Regions from separate parts of the Mus musculus genome. Here region 1 is linked to region 2. Evidence: chromatin contacts called from public promoter capture Hi-C data. All regions are on one chromosome and are shown on one strand. Each heading gives the region's core, a stretch centred on a gene start, on an enhancer-like site or on the middle of the called end of the contact. The rest is flanking DNA. Distances are from core to core; before and after follow the strand shown.

Evidence for each region. Promoter capture Hi-C pulls out the DNA fragments that hold promoters and counts their contacts.
Region 1: a promoter capture Hi-C map of the C10 cell line shows a contact between it and region 2, with 2.8 times the contacts expected there. The contact joins the promoter of Rubcn here to the promoter of Rnf168 in region 2. A contact is called at or near these places in 6 of 39 promoter capture datasets (the C10 cell line, fetal liver, hematopoietic stem and progenitor cells and 2 more), 1 of 484 Hi-C or Micro-C datasets (B cells) and 1 of 9 other capture datasets (liver).

What each region holds. Positions count from the first base shown.
Region 1 is chr16:32,865,335-32,869,951 of GRCm38.p6, reverse strand. Rubcn (RUN domain and cysteine-rich domain containing, Beclin 1-interacting protein) reads left to right here and starts at 1,586. Exons shown (of 19, transcript NM_172615.4): 1 at 1,586-1,859. The coding sequence starts at 1,792.
Region 2 is chr16:32,275,044-32,279,961 of GRCm38.p6, reverse strand. It overlaps Rnf168 (ring finger protein 168), which reads right to left and starts at 2,501. Exons shown (of 6, transcript NM_027355.2): 1 at 1,547-2,501. The coding sequence starts at 1,853.

The sequences.
Region 1 (4,617 bases), core at 337-2,836, 590 kb before region 2:
GCAATACTGTATTAGCTGGCAACCAAAAGTCCCAGTGTTCATTTGACAACACTCAGTTACAGCTAAGGTGAGACTCCCTTCTTGGAAAAAGACTGAAACAGTCCAGCTCAGAATTTCTGCCATTCTCTCCTTTCTTTCTTTTCTTTTCTTTTTTCAAATAAAGATTTAATGTATGAGTACACTGTTGCTGTCTTCAAACACACCAGAAAAGGGCATCTGATCCCATTACAGATGGTTGTGAGCCACCCATGTGGTTGCTGGGAATTGAACTCAGGACTTTCAGAAGAGCAGTCAGTGCTCTTAACCACTGAGCCATCTCTCCAGCCCCATTCTCTCTTGTTTCTTGCAGCTGATTTGTCTTACTCTTGACTATCATGCACAGACTAGTCTAGGGATCACCAGTCTATCTACTTCGCTCTTACCTCTAATGAGATACCTACTCTATCTCCTTTCCACATTGTAAACTTAGCTTTGTAAGCACATTTGCCATACCCTCTCATTTGATAAAACTCACTGTTCTATGGCTGATTCCAACTCCTTAACATGTCATTTCATAACCTGGTCTTGCTTGCATGAGAATGCCCACATCATTGTGTCCCACTCCTTTGCTTTAAAAAAACTTTATATATGTGTATATATACTGGGTGTGTATACACATTTAGTGCATGCATGCATGTACATTCATGGGGAGAGAATAACTCTCAGGAGTTGGTTCTCTCCTTCCACCATGGAGGTCTGGGGTTTGACCTCTGGTGGTTAGTTTCGGTAGCAAGCTTCTTTACTTACTGAACCATCTTGCCCTTTCTCAGTTTTGATTACTAAGAAGCAACGATTTTCAAAACTGCTATTTTCTTAATACCTGTGAGAGCTGTTTTGTCCATCTTCCTGCCTCTCCTCCCCTCCTTGTTAAACTCTTATCCTAGAAACTGCTCTGCATGGCTTTGGTGGTGTATGCTTATAATCTCAGCATTCTGGAGGCTGAGGGTCTTGACTTTGAGCCCAACCTGTGCTACAGTACCAAAACAGGGTGGAGAATTGACTCAAGGGTTAACTATCTGTTCTTGTAGAGGGTCCCTGTTCCGGTGCCTTCACGGGCACCTTACAAGCATGTGATGCACATACACTCAGGCACACGCATATACATTTAAGAATATTTAGAAAAAGAAAACAGTAACCTGTACCCCGACATCACTCCTGCAAGAGACCTTCCCTCAAAGTCTTCCTAGCCTTTCTACTGCCCTTTTCTGGTTCAGTTTGTGATCTCTTGGTGTAAATGCTTGGAGTCTTCCAACACCAAGAAGTATTAAATCAGGAATGGACTGAAGTGAAGTTAATCGAGTTAGGATTATATCAGTTTTATTGTCTATTTTAACCTCCGACAGAGTCTGATTTCCTGAGTAAAGTGTGACAGGAGTTCGCCCTCGAATTCCTGACTGTCGTTAGTTACATGGAGCTTTTAATCAAGGTTCCCTGCCCAGGGAAACTCGCCTAGCACATCACGTGTACCCAGGTTAGGGGAGCCTGGGATTGGATGGGGCAGTGCATGCCGGGAGAAGGATGGCCTTCGAAGGGCTTTTTGGGAATTGTAGTTCTTGGAGCCGGAAGTGGGGGTGGCAGGGGTAGAGCGGCAGCTGAGGCAGCAGTCCTTGACTCTGTCGCTGTCAGGGTGTAGTGCATGGTTCTAAGCTCACCAGCCATGGTGCCTCCCCTCTCTTGAGGGTGCTCCGGGTACCCTGGCGGTCGAAGCGGCCTGGAGCCTCTCTCTGGCCCCGAGACGGCCTTATAGTCCGGATGCGTCCGGAGGGCGCGGGAATGGATCTTGGCGGCGGCGATGGGGAGCGTCTGCTAGAGAAGAGCAGGTGGGCTGGGAGCGGCTGGCAGTCGGGGCTGCTTGCGTGCGCGGGAGCACAGGGAGACTTGGCTGGCATGACACGCAGTGCGGGGCGCGGCATCCTGTAGAGCTACTGTTCAAGTGACTTGTTTGGGAAGAATTTCCAAGAGGAGGGACTGGTGGGGCGTGTATAAGGACAAGGGAGGAGATGAATTTAGGGACGGTGAGCAACTGTGGGTATGATTCTTTGAGGGCCAGGGAAGACAGTGAAGAAACTAAGATACAAGACTGCCAGAGGAGAGGTGGACATTGAGAGTCTGGGAGAAAGGACTGAGGTGCTGTAGTGAGATTTTTATAGGCCAAAGTCTATAGATAAGAGCAGAAACAAGATTGGTGCCCTGCGTTAAAACTTGTGATAACCCAGACCGATTTTAAAAGGGTGCTAAGATATTCTGGGAGCTACGGTTTTAGATTACAATGGCTCAGCAAGGTTAGGAAGAGATGAATGTGGGTGAGGAGGAGAGGTAGGCCCGTGGGTTAAAAGAAACTGATTGCACTGGGTGTGGGCTCGCTGAAGGGACAGAAATCATGTGCATGTCCTTTGTCAGTGAGATGCTGCTGCCCTGAGAGGACCTCTGTTTCTTTTTTCTTCAGCCCCTTTGCTGCTTCTCCACAATGCAAACTAAATAAGCTCAAGTTTTTGTGGAATTATTGTCAGAAAACCTTAGCTTCTAGAAATAGGGGGATTATTTTCTTTTTAAATTTAAACAACTACACTTATGTGTGTGTGTGTGTGTGTGTGTCCTACTTAGGATTGCTTCATTAACAACTGGTCTTAGGTTGGGAGTGTAATTCAGGGTAGAGTGCTTGCCTAGCATGCAGGCAGCCCTGGGCTCCATCCTCAGCACCACAAGAACAACAGAAGCAGGGTCTCAACATCTTAAGAGGATGCAGGAGCAGAGGCACAGTAGAAATATGGCGTGAGGGAGTTTTTCTTGACACTTAAAATAGGTTTAGTACAATGATGGTCTCCAGAGCAGGTGAAGTCCCACGACTAGAAGCAAAATAATTTACCTTAAAATATTCCTAGGGGAGAGCTGAAAAGTGTCTGGGTGAAAATATTTCTGCTATGATATAGCCTGTGGCCTACTGAATTAGTAGAGCTTGGCGTTCTTGACCGAGGTCTATGAATGGTGCATACTAAATGAAACTAGATGTCTTACTTCTCCTTTCAACATTTTAGTTTCTGCTTTTTTATACTTGGCTATTTATTTTTCTCCAGATGTCTGTGAAGCGTTTTATGTAAATGGTACCCTGCAGCTGGTAAGCAAGCTTTAGGGCTATTTGGATTTTCCTGTACTGTTTCATGTGGAGCGGACTGGGTCAGATATTTAAGTTTGCTTGGTTTGTTTTTTCTCATTTAACTGGACCTGCATTAGTTAGTTAATTATCCATTACTTCTTTATTATACACCAGATGCTGTCTTGACAGCATTGTGAAGGTTAACTTATTGAACATCTTAACAGTTGTGTGAGGTAGCTACTATACCTATGACCACTGCCCAGGTGCGGAAGCAGAGACATTGACAGGATAAGTAACTTGCCATCGTCACGCAGTGAATCTCTGGTAGAACTGAGACTCACACCTTTAACCTCTACACTCTGCTGCTGCCCCACATGATAATAGTGACAAATGTACACAGTAATGCTAAATTCTTACTGTGCTGGGCTGGTCATTTAGGTGTGCACGACAACTCCTTTGCAGGTATAGTTTCCTATCAGTTCCCCCTGCTTCTTAACTAGAGTGCTTTAAACAACTCTAGCACACCACACACACACACACACACACACACACACCACACACACACACACACACACACACACACTCACACACACACACACACTCACATACACACCACACACACACCACACACACACACACACACACCACACACACACACACACACCACCCACACACACACACACACACACACACCACACACACACACACACACACCACACACACACCACACACACACGCACACACACACATACACACACCACACACACACACACACACACACCACACACACACACACACACACACACACGGTCACTCGCTCAAACTGTTGTTGTAAAGCTACTGTCTGTTAGTGACTAATTAGTTCAGAGTGTGTGTTTAATGGTACTGATGGCCCCCTTAACTCCTTAGATAGACATTGGTAAAGACACGCCTTATGTTTGAGAATTAAGGCATTGTGGCCAGGCCACTGCAAACATAATCTTTTCATGGTCACTACAACACACAATTCAAAATGTCATCTTAGTGAGCTGACAGCACTTGTTAAGCGTAAAGGATAGACAGTTTTCCAAGCACTTGATAAAGAAATGTGCATAATTAAGCCTACCACAAGCCTCTCTTCTGTTTTGATCTCAGTTCATAGCACTTTGCACTCAGTCAACCAAGCCAGAGCCTCGCAGTGAAAGTTCAGACTTCTCTTTTCATTTCTTATATGCAAAGCTACGGTGGAATCCAGCTTGTGTGCTCGATTTGCTCATTTTACTGAGTCCTGCCTCTGTGGCCCAGTGTTCTTCCCTGCTGGGAGATCTTAAGAATTAAATAAAATAATGAGCTCAAGTTCCTCTCAGTATGCCTGGTATGTACTAAAGTACAAAGGGTTGTGTACTGTGTCCAGTCTGCAGTTTCCATGAGCTAGGTGTGTTGTCCACATGCAGTGGGGCAGCTCTTTCTTCCTAATTCCATGGCTGCTCTGGCTAAGTCGGGTT
Region 2 (4,918 bases), core at 1,252-3,751:
ACTTCCTCCAGACAGGCCTCACCTAACAGCCCAGCTGGGATAAACTTATCAGTGGACTGATCCAATGATGTCGTTAATGCTCTCCATATGGAATCACCTGAGTAATGACAGCTAGAACAAAGCCTTCATCCCACATTACAACTTTAACAATTCCATTTAATGAAAGAGCAATATATTCTGTTGCAGATATGTACATTTAGTTTATCCATCCATTGATGTCACTTGGACACTTCTACCTTTTTGTCCTACTATTTTTATACATTTTACAAGTTTGTACTAATATGTTCTCATATTTCAAAGGCGATTAAGAGGAAGGGCCTTCCTTTTCATATTTGAGCCACCTGAAAACAGAACTATATATTCAAAAAAAATCTTTCAATTGGGTTACAAAAAATTAAATTTTCGCCTTTAACTCAAGCACTTGGGAGGCAGAGGCAGAAGGATTTCTGAGTTCGAGGCCAGCCTGGTCTCTACAGAGTGAGCTACACAGAGAAACCCTGTCTCAAAAAAAAAAAAGAATGCTTACTGTTCTTCCAGAGTACCTGGGTTTGGTTGGTTCCAAGTACTCACATGACAACCTATAACTTTGTCACTCAGTTCTAGTTCTCCTGCCTCTTCTGCACCACATGCACATGAGGCACTTACATTCACACACTCTAAATACATATTTTAAAAAATAAGAAATCTCAAGTTTTCCCTTCCGAAGTATCTGCAATTATTTAATTCTGCTACCTCCACAGATAAAGAATTGTTCTTAAGAACAGTAATAGTGATATTCTAAGACAGGGGCTATTTAGCCATGATTCATTGACAGGACAAATCTGCCCCCCCACTTTTTGTTTTTCATAAAGTTTTATGGAAACACAGGCACTATCTTCATTTACAAAGGGTAATGTAAATTAATGTATTGACTACGGTGGCTTTTGTTCTACAGTGGCAGAGCTCACCAAGTGTCTTCAGTAGACTATATAGTCCACAAAAATACTTACCATTCTGCCCTTATAAAGGGCAACCCTCACTAATACTACTACATTATAAAGGACAGGTGTGTAATAGCACACCTGCAACTCCAGTATTTGTGAGGCTAAGGCTATCCCATGCTACACAGTAATAAAACTGTGTCTCAAAACATGTCTAAAAAAATGTTAAAAAAAAAAAAAAAACCCTAATTCACAGCAGATGAACACAACTTGACCATTACTACACGTGATGTAACTCTGTCCTTGACTTTAACTGATGTGTGGGCAGGGCTTATAAAACCACAAATCCTCACGATTCAGACTATTTAGCCTTCTTTTTCTTTTTCTTTAAATTAGAAAATGATGGTTCGAGCCCTGCGATGGTGGCTCATACCTTTAATCCCAGAACTCAGGAAGCAGAGGTAGGTGGATCTCTGGGTTCGAGGCCAGCCTGATCTACATTGTGAGTTCCAGGACAGCCAGGGCAACACAGAGGAACCCTTTCTCGAAAAGCAAAAACAAAAATGGTTCCCTTTCAAAGGGATTTTGGGCCGTTTTACCCAATAAACATGCTTAATTTTACTTACTGATTTCCTTTGATTCTTGTCCAGAGATTCTAAGCTTGCATTCCTTTGCATAGTGTTTTTGAATAATCTCCCACAGGTCTGTATTGACCAGAGAATTTCTTCGGGTATGGTACCGAGTCCACGAAGAGACCCGGCGACGACAGAAGGGACAGCATAGATTGGCCTTTTCAACAGTGGACTGGAAGCATGGGTTACAGAGCGTGTGGTTGCAAGGTAGGGTTACAGGCTCTAGGAGGATTTCCATACAGATCCCGCACTGACATTCGGCTAAGGAAGGGATGGAGGTTTTAGGTGCAGCCATCTTCATATGCTAATGAGACCTACCCAACGTTAAAATCAGAAAGGGACTAAAGTCGTCTTTCGCCTAATCACGCCCAGAACGGAGAAAAGCAGCGAGCCGTTTGGTGTTTACTCTCACACACAGCAGCGGACTGAGATCCAGAAGGCCTGAGTTCCCACGGGCCCGAGACAAGCAGGAGCTGTGATGTCAGGTCAACAGTTATGCCCTGAGTCCAGCAAGGGAATGAAAGAACGTTCCTCCGGGAGTCGGCGGCCTCGGGGCGGAGAGTGGTTCTGTCTCCCCGCGCCACACAAGCGCTCATCCAGCTCCCCTTCTTACGCGGTGAGGACCCGCCTCTACGCGCGAGGCGGCCGGGCTTGCCAGAGCCGGAAGCCCGGGCACCGCCGCTCCCAGAGCACCCGGTACCGCCCGGAATCCGGGCTCGGGCCGCCGCGGGACTTCCGTCTCGCCGTTGCGGTGGAGGCAGCCCTCCAGTGCCCACGCTCCAGCTTCTGGAACACCTCGCGGTACCCCCCGGGTCCCGAGACCCAGCCGCTCGCACCCGCTGTCCTGCCAATCGGTCTACTGGCCGCGGCCGGAGCAGGTACCCGGGCTCCACGGACGTCACAATTCCCCGCCAAAACGGCACGTCTTCCCCCAAGGAACCGCTCAGTCGGGCGGGACTTCCGGGAGCTGCGTCTGCGTTCCCGCCTAGCCTGCTAGTAGCAACTCCTCCCGCTTTTGGTCGCTCGGCTACTGTAGGCTGCAGAATCTTGCTTACTCAAGTAACTCTCTAAACCAAGATCCGAACAGGAATTTTTGTAATTATTCTTTCAGTATTCTTTAGGCTACCCTTCTCCTAACAAAGCTTTCTAAAGTTCTTAGTGCTAAAAGAAGAAATTACAACAAATTTACCTTAAAGATTTTTCTTAGCATTTATTTGCAACACTAGCATTTTATAGAATGAGCAGCAGATATTGGCCTTATAGACAAGTGACGCTCAAGGAGAGCAGCAACAAAGAGTTACACCTGTGGTTTCAAAGAATCCTTGTAAAGGTTAAATAAGGTGGGGGTGATATCCTTATGGTACTGGCTAAAACAGCAATGTAGAGATTTGGCTGTTATTGCTTTCCCTCTTGTTTTGGGGGTGCTTGGCTTGGGCCCTCTACCCCAGACTTTAGCATGAGTAAATGCCTATTGGGTTTGGTATGTGGAGTCTGAAGAACTCAACAAGAGACCCATTTCTATAATCAATCCCAGCATTTGGGAAGTAGTCACAAAAGGATTATTATAAACTAGCCTTGGCTACATAACTGGTTCCAGGTCAACCTGGGCTATATGAGACCCTTCCTCAATTGGTCAGCTGGTTCCCAAAACATTGCAGGCAGAGGCAGGAGGGTCTCTGTGAGGTAGAGATCAGCCTGGTCTATACAGTGAGTTTAGTAAGAGACTCTGTTTCAAAAAGGAAGGAAGGAAGGAAGGAAGGACCTCTGAACTAGGCATGGACACGTGTGTCTTGTAATTGAGGCATTTAGGTAGCAAAGGCAGAGGCAGAAACAGGAGGACCTGGAGTTGGAGTCTGTGATGGTTTGCATATCCTTGGCCCAGGGAATGGGACTATTAGAAGGTGTGGCCCAGTTGGAGTAGGTGAGTCACTATGGGTGTGGGCTTTAAGACCCTCATCCTAGCTGCCTGGAAGCAGTATTCTGCTAGCAGCCTTCAGATGAAAATGTAGAACTCTCAGCTCCTCCTGCACCATGCCTGCCTGGATGTTGCCATGCTCTGGCACCTTGATAATGGATTGAACCTCTCAATTTGTAAGCCAGCCCTGATTAAATATTGTCATAAGAGTTGCCTTGTGGCCAGGCGTGGTGGCACACGCCTTTAATCCCAGCACTCGGGAGGCAGAGGCAGGTGGATTTCTGAGTTCAATCCCAGCCTGGTCTACAAAGTGAGATCCAGGACAGCCAGGGCTATACAGAGAAACCCTGTCTCAGAAAAACCAAACCAAAAAAAGAGAGAGAAAAAAAAGAAAGAGTTGCCTTGGTTATGGTTTCTGTTCCTCAGATCTGTGACAACTTGGCATTTATACTTCTTTCTGTGTCACAGTCCACTGAGGTCTTCAGCTTCCTTTCTAACGACTTAAGGCCCACAAGCTTGGCAGAAAGTAGCAAGACTGTCCTGGAGCTGTGGCTGAGACACTGACATAGGTGCTGGGAGTGGAACTCTGGTCCTCTGGAAGAACTATACATGCTCTCAGCCACTGAGTCATCTCTCCACCCCTATTATTTCATGCTTTCAATTGATTAATTGCCCTTCAAAAGGCATTCAAAATTCAAAATGTTCAAATTGAGCAAGCAGTCTGACTCTTCCTAGGGAAATATAAAGAAATGTCTGTTTCGCCTAGACAGGGCAAAGACAGACCAAAGAAGAGATTCCAACCAAGTCCAGCGTGGTGAACCAATGAGTTCATTGGTCTTACAGGAGCATGGGTGTGGGTTACTTACAGAGGCATGGATGACTTGAAGGCAAACCATCTAAAATCCCCACCTCCGTGTGGGGATGACCCCCAAAGCTGCACCACTGCATTCTGAACCCCAATCAACTGCCCACCTCCTGTACAGTCTAGCGTCCCACCTCCTGTACAGTCTAGCGTCCCACCTCCTGTACAGTCTAGCGTCCCACCTCCTGTACAGTCTAGCATCCCACCTCCTGTACAGTCTAGCGTCCCACCTCCTGTACAGTCTAGCGTCCCACCTCCTGTACAGTCTAGCGTCCCACCTCCTGTATAGTCTAGCGTCCCTGAAGATTAGGTGTGGCTGGAGCAAGAGTATGTACAGCCTAGGTCTGGGGTTGGAGACTCAGGGGAAAGTAGCATTTCCCTTTTCCATCAACGAGGAAATGGCAGTAGGACTGATCTCATGACCCTGTGCTGTGGCCAATCACAGCTTCTCTGATTCGAGACAATGATGTCATGTCCTGTCTAGAGAAGTTCTACTAGCCAGTGAAAACAATTTCTTTCCCTTTGACTCTTAGATTCTTAGTCCTCTACCCCCACCCCCCCCAAAAAAACCCCACATCACTTAAGTATC